Regions from separate parts of the Gossypium hirsutum genome. Here regions 2 and 3 are each linked to region 1. The links are chromatin contacts, called in public Hi-C maps. All regions are on one chromosome and are shown on one strand. Each heading gives the region's core, a stretch centred on a gene start, on an enhancer-like site or on the middle of the called end of the contact. The rest is flanking DNA. Distances are from core to core; before and after follow the strand shown.

The links. A called contact is a pair of places that touch in the nucleus more often than the background predicts.
Region 2: a contact with region 1 is called in a Hi-C map of leaf, with 1.8 times the contacts expected there. The contact joins two enhancer-like sites. A contact is called at or near these places in 4 of 34 Hi-C or Micro-C datasets (hypocotyl and leaf).
Region 3: a Hi-C map of leaf shows a contact between it and region 1, with 2.2 times the contacts expected there. The contact joins the promoter of LOC121213668 here to the enhancer-like site in region 1. A contact is called at or near these places in 16 of 34 Hi-C or Micro-C datasets (anther, cotyledon, fibers and 3 more).

Annotation. Positions count from the first base shown.
Region 1 is chrD01:46,548,085-46,551,497 of Gossypium_hirsutum_v2.1, forward strand. No RefSeq gene overlaps it. Among protein-coding and RNA genes, the nearest start is that of LOC107944529, 30 kb to the right of the region's middle. Within about 2 kb of position 1,612, at least 3 of the 9 cell types and tissues checked have an H3K27ac peak or open chromatin away from gene starts, as enhancers often do. A contact at or near this core is called in hypocotyl and leaf, where this site is marked.
Region 2 is chrD01:46,673,776-46,677,188 of Gossypium_hirsutum_v2.1, forward strand. No RefSeq gene overlaps it. Among protein-coding and RNA genes, the nearest start is that of LOC107916887, 40 kb to the right of the region's middle. Within about 2 kb of position 1,891, at least 3 of the 9 cell types and tissues checked have an H3K27ac peak or open chromatin away from gene starts, as enhancers often do. A contact at or near this core is called in leaf, where this site is marked.
Region 3 is chrD01:46,612,482-46,615,894 of Gossypium_hirsutum_v2.1, forward strand. It overlaps LOC121213668, which reads right to left and starts at 1,640. Exons shown (of 2, transcript XM_041086550.1): 1 at 660-1,640; 2 at 162-524. The coding sequence starts at 891. The coding sequence ends at 343.

The DNA.
Region 1 (3,413 bases), core at 362-2,861:
TAAATTATTAAAAATATTAAATTTCAATTTAATTAAAAAAATTCAAGAGCGAAAGAAATAATTAACTGTTATCGTAATAGGAAAAGTACATTTTTAGAATTATTTATGTTGAATTAGTGAATTCCATATAATATAGGCTAAGGGAATCCGAGAACCCTAAGATTATTTCTCATAAAACTCGTGCTCTACGGTTATACCCACCGTGGGCCAAGTTAGGCAAAACACGATTTACCACTCAATCTTACGCCAATTTGTTAATTATACTAAAGTATTGGGCTTTTTTAATATTTTACGCCATATGTGGATTGTTTTTAATATTCAACTGCATACATGTCTTCGTTTGGTTTTTTTTTTTCGTTTTTGTTTAATTCTTTTCTATTATTCATTCAATATTTTTATATTAATTTATAATTATAGTTGTACTATAGTTATCACAATCCATCATTCAAAAAAAAAAAACAAATTAAAATTTATGCATAGCAGATTGTAAAAGTAATTTTGAATGTACCGCAGAAAATTGTATTCTTAAAATCATACTTAAGCAAAGTTTAAGTAAGGCTTAAACGCTTTTAAATATATTCAATTTTTCTTTTTCAAAAGGTTTTAAATCTTTTTTTTTTCTCAAGTGATAGCTAACTCAATTATCATATTTTTTTTAAACACATTAATATTCATTTAATTTTGTACTCCAAATAGATGAAAAATGCATAAAAAAAAGGATATTTTAATATATATACTCATGTTGATGTATTAAAACCCATCGATACAAGTAAATGCAATTTCAGAATAGAGTTATAGAGATGAGAAATTAAATGTAGAAATGAGTGAGGAATTATATAAGTGGGAGATTTTGGCAGTGCCAACACCCACTTCTTCACCACATATTTTTGGGAACTTCCAATCTCCATGTGATGCGCCATGTTTTCTTTTCTTCTTAATCATAATAATAATTTCATCAACTTGCAAAGATCCCTTCTGGAATTTTACATTCATTATTTCCGACCTCCGATGCCTTTTGCTTTTGTTTTGCCACCCCTCCTCCGTAGGTAGCTAAAACTATATGCATCATTTTTGTTGGAGGTATGCATTTTATAATGGTATAGGTAGGCAAGTGTTTTTCCCAAAGTCACATGCAAGGACACGTGGGTGATTTTGGGGATAAATAAACAAAAACTGGAAACAGAGAGGGGCAGCCGGCCCTTTCTCTTGCCCGGCATCAAAAGTAGTCCACTCCTTATATTGTATTGACATGCGTATAAATCTTGTTTATTATAATATTATACTGCATCAGTTTTAGATCTTTCAATACTATTTTAAAATTTGATCACGGGCAATTTCTGTGACCCCAGCCCTCAACCCGAGACGAGTGATGTATCCTTGTACCACTATTTTTCTTTTTTAGAATATGAACTACTACTATAAAATCACAATATCAATATATACTAAAAATCTGAAATTCATTCAAATCAATCATCCATGAAGGATCGTACACTGTTGGCTTGGTGACCTCTAATATGAAATGCAGTGAGAGAGAGAGAGGTAGTGGTGTATGTAGGTAAAATGATGGGATGAGGATGGAGAGTGGGTAGCAGAGTGGACCACCCTTTGTTTAGTGAGACAGGTTCGAATCATGTTGAGGCGTGGCTTCCACTCTCCACCCAGCACCTCTGCGACTGCACCTACGTACACACTGCACTTGTTCAAACGGGCCCCTAACTTTCATGCTTCAACTCCGCTATAATTCACTCCACCCCACAATCTTGTTTAATTCATTTTCATATTCCTTACTTAAAATTTTATTTTTCAAACTCCAACATTAAATTAATTGATTTTCATTACTTATTTATTTATTGGTTTTAAGAGAAATTATTAGTTAAGCTCTTCTTACCACATCAGTCATGACCCTATCCAATGATTTTATTACAACACAAAATGTATGGGTGGCTGGTGGTAGCGGTTCCTGTAAAGGTGTAGAAAGCAATGAAAATGAGAGCAATTGACATCGTCTGTTTGACTTGGGAATCTTAAAGGAGATTGCGAGGAAGAGTTTAGCAGGGTAAAATTGTTTGGGACCAGACAAGTGAGCAATCGAATGTGATGGATTTGATAAATATTAAGGGATCACTTTTGATATTTTTACATCTTTTGATATGTTCATTGAGAGAATAAGTGAATGTCGTTACCTCTAGCATACGACTTTCAATGTGGAAAAAATTGAGTGGAAGTTGGACCTGAAGGTGCCAACTTTAAAGTTGGTAACCTGTACACTGTAGCAAACTCTTATATTTTGCTATTACATATATATACGAGAAAAAAAAGGTTATTTCTAAAGTATTTAATATAGTCATATCAAATAATAAAAAAACTAAATGTTAGACATTTAAAATATGTTGTTTGTTATATATTTTTATATTTGTTAAGAAAAATATGGTTCAATTATCTTGAAGCCCTAAATAAATTAGGACAGAAGATCAACGACAAACAATTAGTAAGCTTATGCAAGAATTGGTAACTATAGAAGGGACCTTAAGAGTAATATTTGTATTGTTAGCACATCATTATTGTGAATAAAATGATGCAAGAGTTGATATGAAAAGGCTGTTTAGAGATTAGAGAAGATGAACAGAAATATAATTTGTTAAGATATAACATAGATTTAAGCGGGCATTATTATAAATATTCAGAGTTGATTAAAATCTTTGTGAAGAGATTAGCAACGAATGGAGGGCGGAAAACTACCATACTTAGTATAGGTAACACTTAGCGCACCCTAGGGGTCTAAAATATTATTTTTCAGTCCCCTCATATATATATATATATATATTTTTTAGCTTTTAAGGACCCAAATTTTTTTTATCAACTTTTAAAAGACTAAAAAAAAAATTTATCTAACTTTTAAGGAATCTAAACTTACATTTTATTATTTTAGATAGGGCCTAAAAATATCAATAATTGGCCGACTAAGCGTAATAAAAAAAATGATTCCCAGTATTTCATGGATGGGTAATTTGATTATTACCAATTTTCCGAATAATTTTTTAAAGCCCACTTCATTTATTAAGAAGGTGAGTTAAGTTATGTTATATTGCAAGTTAATAACCTTTACTCACATGTTTGCAGTCCCAATATGAAATATGTTGTATGTTATAGTTTGAATATGTCATTTGTATCTTGTGGTGTCAACATGTATGTTATATTTTATGAAAGAATTTCTTACTATTATAAATTTGAAATTCGATTAAAAATATTAATTTAATTTGATACTATACACATGAGCTATATATGAGATGAGCGTCAGTTTTAATGGTCTAATCCATGATATTGATATTAGTGTAGTCTTTAAGTCACAATATCCAATCAACATGATGTTCGGAAAGTACATCACAACAGAGGAGATGAAGTTAAAAATAGTT
Region 2 (3,413 bases), core at 641-3,140, 130 kb after region 1:
TTTTTTATTTAAAAAGGTCACACCATTGAATTTAATCGAAGAATTTTAATGGTGGTAACAATTGAACCTGAATTTTTAGTTTAGAAAAGTAAATGAACCAAATTCTTGAAAAATAAAATAAAGAGACTAAATTTGTAATGTATGAAGTGTATAGGGACTTAAAATCATATTTTAACCTTCAAATCTTTATTCTATAGTTAGATACAAACAAATAATCAACCCATTTCAAAATGTCACACAAGTGAATGATAAAAGAATTTTAACAGTGATAACAATTAGATCTAAAATTTTAAATTAAAAAAAATAAAGAGTTTATATCTTTAAAAAATTTAACATTTAACATGAAATGTGATAATCATTGTATAATTGAAAGAGATTTATTTTGTAAATTGTAATCTAAAATAAAGTTTGAATCCACCCATGTTAAAAGTAAAATCATATCAATTAATCAATCAAGTCGTTGCCCTAACATAACATTTCATTGGGTATAAAAGTTTGAAAAAATTATTGTGATTTAAGATGTAAACAAAAATTTAAATAATAATAATACACAAGTGATTAGTTGACTTCATTCATAATTGTTAGTTGGTAGGAAAGATCTCACGTTCAAATTTTGTCCCATATAAACCATTCGCATTCTCACTACATTTTATTTTTAGTTTAAGTTTTATGTTGTGACAGTATGGTCTTATTTTAGATATATTGTGTTAATCAATATAATTATATTTTATAATATTCCTAAAACAAAACGACTCAAACAAATAGAAAAGTTCTTTTGTTGGTGTTTTTTTTTGGGATAATGTTAAATTTAGCCCTAAAACTTTGATCGGTAGGATGGAAAGAAAATTGGAATGATGAAAATTTGTAATGGTAGAAAATTAGAAGGATGGAAAACATAATTTTTCTTTTCGTAGCTATGCTTGGTAGGAGAGATGAGAAATTGGAAAGAAATGGTAGAGTTGAAAAATGAAAGGAAAGAAAATAAAACATTTGAAAAATACATCATTTTGAATTAACATGCATATCTCTCTTATTTTCTCTCCTCTCATCATTCCGATTTGAAAGGATTGATTTTTATAGGATGGAAAATGATCAGCTCTTTTCTTTTCTTTTTTTTTTCTCTCACTTTTCTTCTCAACCAAATACATTTAAAATTTATTTTCTTTCCACTTTTCCATTCACTCCTCCCATCCCTCCACTTTTTCACCCAACCAAGCACACCCTTAATGTTTACATTTTTTATTTTTTTTATTGCAACTAAATTTGACCCTCAACCTTTTAAAATAGTCAATTTTGATCATCAACATTTCGAAAAAAGTGTCGAATTGATTTTTTTAATAGAAATACTAACTAAAATATTAAAATTTTAAACATGGTAGTCTACATGGCAATCTACATGTACTTCATGTTAATTGTTTTGAATTTTTATGAGCTTTTTATAATTTTTTTGAGCTTTTTTTTAATAAATTGTAAATTACTGTTAACATGACATCAAGACAAATAGTACTATGTTCGCATAAAGTGCACGTGAATTGATATGTGCGTTGCCACGTTAGCATTGTTAAAAAATAGATGTTTAATTAGCGTTTTTGTTAAAGAAAAACAATTTGACTCCCAATGACCAAAAGAATGAGCCAATTTGACAAAAAATATAAACATCAAGAACTAAATTTATCATTGTACTTTTTTTTTAGCTAAATTTAAGGAAAATGCGGAATTGGTAATTGAAAAAAAGAAAAGAGAAAGTGGGTTTTGATGATAGCCTTATCCAATAAAAAAAGCAAAAAAGTTGAGCCGTCCTATCGTTTTTCTGGGTTGTATCATATTGGCAGATAAGTTATCGTAGGAGCAGATTTCACATGCACCATAATACTAGATTTGGCTTCTCCTCTAATTTAATTTTGAAAATAGATATGAAATGAAGTCGTGCGATGCCATGTGCAGTTTCAAGTGTGTCGTTATCCTAGTCCAAATTCATGGCTGTCATTTGCACGGCGTTGAAGTCAGAGACACATTGCTTTACTGTCATATTCTAATCTGCCTACAAGGTTTCGGCTAGTTGTTTGTTGTTCAATGTTTTCTTTCCCACCATGACCATGTGATTCAAACTAACGCACAACTTTATTCTGTACCCGTTTCAGGAATCAAGAAAGTTCTTATAGTTTTGGGAATTAAAAGAAAAAACAAATTAAGCCCAGTTGGTTAGGTCACTAACATGTCTTTCTGGGTGCGAGATGGGAGGTGCTCAATGAAGTCATTTGTTATTACATCATGAGCTTCATCCATAAAAGCCCATAACACAATTCTGTATATTGTAAGAGTGTGTGTTGAGAGCCTTAACGGAAATAGTTGGGGTGCGCCTTGGATTCTTGAGTGGTGAACATGGGTGATGGCAGAGTCATTTGTGATTTATAGGAAAGGAGGGCACTCACTCAATTACCGTATGGGGAATGTGACCAAATACAAAGGATATATTATATATACAAATCAACATATGATTCGCGTTCTTTCTATTAGAATTAGAATTAGAATTAGAATTCGTTTATTTAAAAAATAAATAAATTATTTCATAACAAAATAAATTGATAATTCTATTAAAAATTTAATTTAATTTACTTGAATTAATCTTTTCACGTCCACATGAAATATACATGACATACTACGATTCATTATTTGAATCTCTGTTAATCAAGTCAACATTTAATAGTAAATGTCGAAACCACCTTTTTGAAAATAAAAATTTAATTGTCGATTTAAAAATAACAAAACTGGAGTCGCCACCGATCCTTTATTAAGGTGTGATCGGCTCACCTTAAAAATTATTTTGGTCTACGAATTTTGAGAAAACGAGTTCGGGAGTCAGTTACGTACGAGGAAGGGTTAGCACCCTCGTAACGCCCAAAATCGGTACTAAATTGATTATTTAATGTCTTAGTGTCGATGGTTAAAAAGAATTTAAAACAATTCAAATAATGAAATCTGAAAAGGATAATCAATTGTTCAAGTCATGTAAAGAAATCGAGTCCCAATACGTTAGGGTACAATTTCTCAAAATTCTCAAACTTTGAATATCACTTTGGTTTTATGCGAAAATCTTCATTTTGAGAAGGTAATATGACAGGCCTAATACATTAGGACACAACAAGTTAAGTTTCCAAAAATGATTTTTTGTACTCATGCATTTTGAATAAAGAATATTCTCGGTTATTTAATATCAACAAAGAAAATCGGAACCCAATACGTTAAGGCTCAATTTCCTCGAAAATTCCAAACTTTGAATATAGCTTTTATTCAAAAAAAAAACTTTGAATCAAGAGAAAAATGATTTTGATATATTGAAAAAACCAAAATATATTTTCCAAAGGGTATGTTGAAAGTCAATGTACGATATGAAACAAATATTTTAATTTAAA
Region 3 (3,413 bases), core at 390-2,889, 64 kb after region 1:
TGAACACTGGGTGTAAGCCAAACCTTACGTAGAGTATGAGATTAATAGAATCATCCATCAAAAGCCATTCAACAATAGAACGCAACACTTTCAAAGACAGAAATGGAAAATCAAGCACACCATGAATGTTCTCTTCATTCTTATCGCATAAGGCAAAATACTGAAAAACAAGTTCCAATTTATTCCTGCAGGTCTTTTCTCACCTAAATGAGAAATAAGGTGAAAAACATAAGCAACACTCTACCATGGCCATTAATGATAATAGACTAACTTTCAATGCTTTATTTATAAATAAAGCTAACCCAAGAAATATAGGATCATAAAGGGTTGGGAATTATTTAATTAATGGGAGGAAATCTTGAGATTGAGGGATTTATTAAACCATGCCTTCCAATTCCCACTTGCCTTCCTATTAATTGATTCAGCTGCCTTCCCGTCGTCTTTCACTTTCTCAGTCCTTTGCTTCTTGCACAGCATGAAATTCCTTGCCCCTTGTGATCCAATTGTCTCCCATGGACTTAGTGCTGCAATGAAAAAACATACCAAACACCCAAAATCATGAATACTACTAATTTTCCCAAATAAAACACCATTTAACATCAAATAAGCAAATCCTGGAAATTTTTAATCTTTAAAGATTGAAATGAAAACCGACATACCATCTGATCCAGCACTGGGGCAATAAAGGAGGAAATCATTAAGATTGGATCCGAGAACAGGAAGCCGACCCTCACGAGCGTAGGATTTCAAAGCAGTATCAATGACGGCAGCAACGAGCTCTTCCTCGTTAACAACAAAACGGATCGGCCCAGCACTTCCGAGAACAGTGACGCTAATCAAGAGCCTGTTGCCCTTGGGACCCTGGCTCTTCTTCTGCTTGTAAAGCAACATTCTTTCAAAAAAATTTTGTTCAAAATTCAAAATGAAAAAGAATCAAAACCAAAAACAGGCGAATGAATAATTCACCAACAACCGAGAAAAGAGAAACAAGGGTTTGTTTTGTTATTTTGTGGGGCGTATAACAAAAAAAAAACCAAATCTGGGTTATTGGTGGAAAGGAATAGAGGTATTGAGGTGGGGTTGTTTATGGGTCAAGGCCAAGGCAGCGGTAGTACCAGCCTTCTTTGCAAGAACCGAATGCGAAAGCAGAAGCAGCGGAAAGAGGAAGGAGAGTGCTCGCCCTCGATTTGCAAAGGGAGAGCATCAATATACTACAGCTCCAAATTGTTTCCACCATTCACAAAAATACCAAAAGATCAATGGTTTGATTCCAACAAAAAGGGAAAAAGAGCCAGAAAAAAAAGAAGTTCTGGGACGCAGATTTCGACGAAAAAAGGAGAGGAATTTTAGTGGTTGTAGGTAGAAGGTGTGGGAAGCGTTTGGGGGTATTTAATAGAGGAACAAAACAAGGAAAATGATTAGGGTAATTCAGGTTGAGGTGGTATATGAGCCTTATAGAGGGGAGGCAGGAAAAGGGTTTCTTTCTCTCTCTTGCCGTAGGGTTGCACTGTATATATATATAAGGAAGTTGTTATTTCCGTATAGAGTTAGCATTTGGGTATATTTACGCGTTCATCGCTCCTTGCCCACCAAGCCACCTATTCGTTCGCAACCGCCATATTCTCCTCCTCTTTCTTTCTACAACAATAATATTCAATTTGTTTTATTTTTATAAATAAAGTTTCTTTCAAGATTTTTCCATTAAATTAGTCATATATGTCAATTTTTTATTTAGTTTTTTTAGGTAATTTTTCTAATTTAGGGAAACAGGTCGTTCTTTAGAAGAGAAATGGAAAACGTGATCAGTTAAACGCGTTTTCCTATCAGTTATACAAAAAGCTCATCCGTCAACAATTAATTCCAGCGGCTTTTTGAACGTTGGCTTGCAACGGTAAAAAGATTTAAAGGGCTCCAACGGTAATTTTTTTCTACAAATACCATGCAATTTTAATTTTTTTTCTCTCAAATCCAACTCTCTCAATTTTAGCTTGGAAAGATGTTCTACAAATACCATGGCTTTGCAACTCGATTTATCGGTGGATAGGTCAATCATCACGGGGTCAACGATCATTCCCGATAAAGAGAACCTTTGTGAGGCATTTTTGGGAAAGATCCTGAACAAGTTTCAAGGTGGTCGAATATAGATGAAGTGGTTGGAAACCAATTTCAAAGAGCTTCCTCCGAACGCGATCAACGTCATCAAAGAACAATGTGCCCGAGCATTCATCTGAGGTTAATTGGGGGCATTTTAATGCATGATAAATCTTAAATTTTGGTACGCTGGTGGCTACTAAACCTAGCTGACTTCAAAGAATACACACGACTGAGTTAGGGATCAATCGTGTTGGCCACGTTGTACCAAGATTTGTGTCAGGTGACGAAACCGGATAAGATGTCAATCGGTGGTTGCCTACTCCTGCTGCAGTCGTGGGTGTAACACCTTATAACCTAGCCTAGAAGTTTGGACCGAATCTTAGAGGTTACATTGATCATCGAAGTGATCGAAAATAATTTCACAAACGTTTAATCATTTTAAATAAAAAATTCTCAAGATGCATTAAAGCGTTCGGAAACTTAATTCCGTAGTTAAAAAAAACAAATTCAATCTAAAATAGCATTATGCAGAAATCCGCATAAAACCCTTTTTTCGCAGTTCTTAAAATTAATACAAACCAAAACAATCTAACAAGACTTAAAAATTGGGGAAGGAACCAAATGGCTCATTTTAAAACATATCCTTCTAAGACCTCCGGCATGCTGAGTCTAACATTAGAAAACAGAAATGTACCTGGAAGGGGAAACACTAAGGGGTTGAGCTACACGAGCTCAGTGTGAGTTCAAAACGTATCTAACAACGAAATTACAGATCAGAAACTAAATAGTAGTTCGATAACGAAAAGTACTTACAAAGATACACAAAAACAGAAAGCAAACTCGAAACCAATGTCCCAAACAAACGTAACAGTCAAAGCATCCAAATTACACACAGAATACTCAACAGATAAACCCGTTAACGGGTCGATACAAAAATACTAATCATCACAATCCAAAATGTCACTACGCTAACACCTCCATGCACACAAAATCGGTCATAAATGTTAAAACGAACAGGTAGATTATAAACAAGTAGCTCACATCCAGATGCATATGAATGCAACCAAAACACCTCTCCATCCCCGATCACACCCCAAAAGAGCTGTTTAAGCTCATCCAACCAAATACACCATATAGGACCTTGTATATGGACTAAGCCACTCAAATAATAATATGCAGCAAGACTGGCATATATGTAGTACAGTGCAATGCGATAACCCACTGTAAAGACATGTTGCAGCTTAAACTGCCAAATCAGATAATAGTACGCAACAAAGCTGACGTACATACGGTACAGTGTGGTAAACCGTTGTACGAAT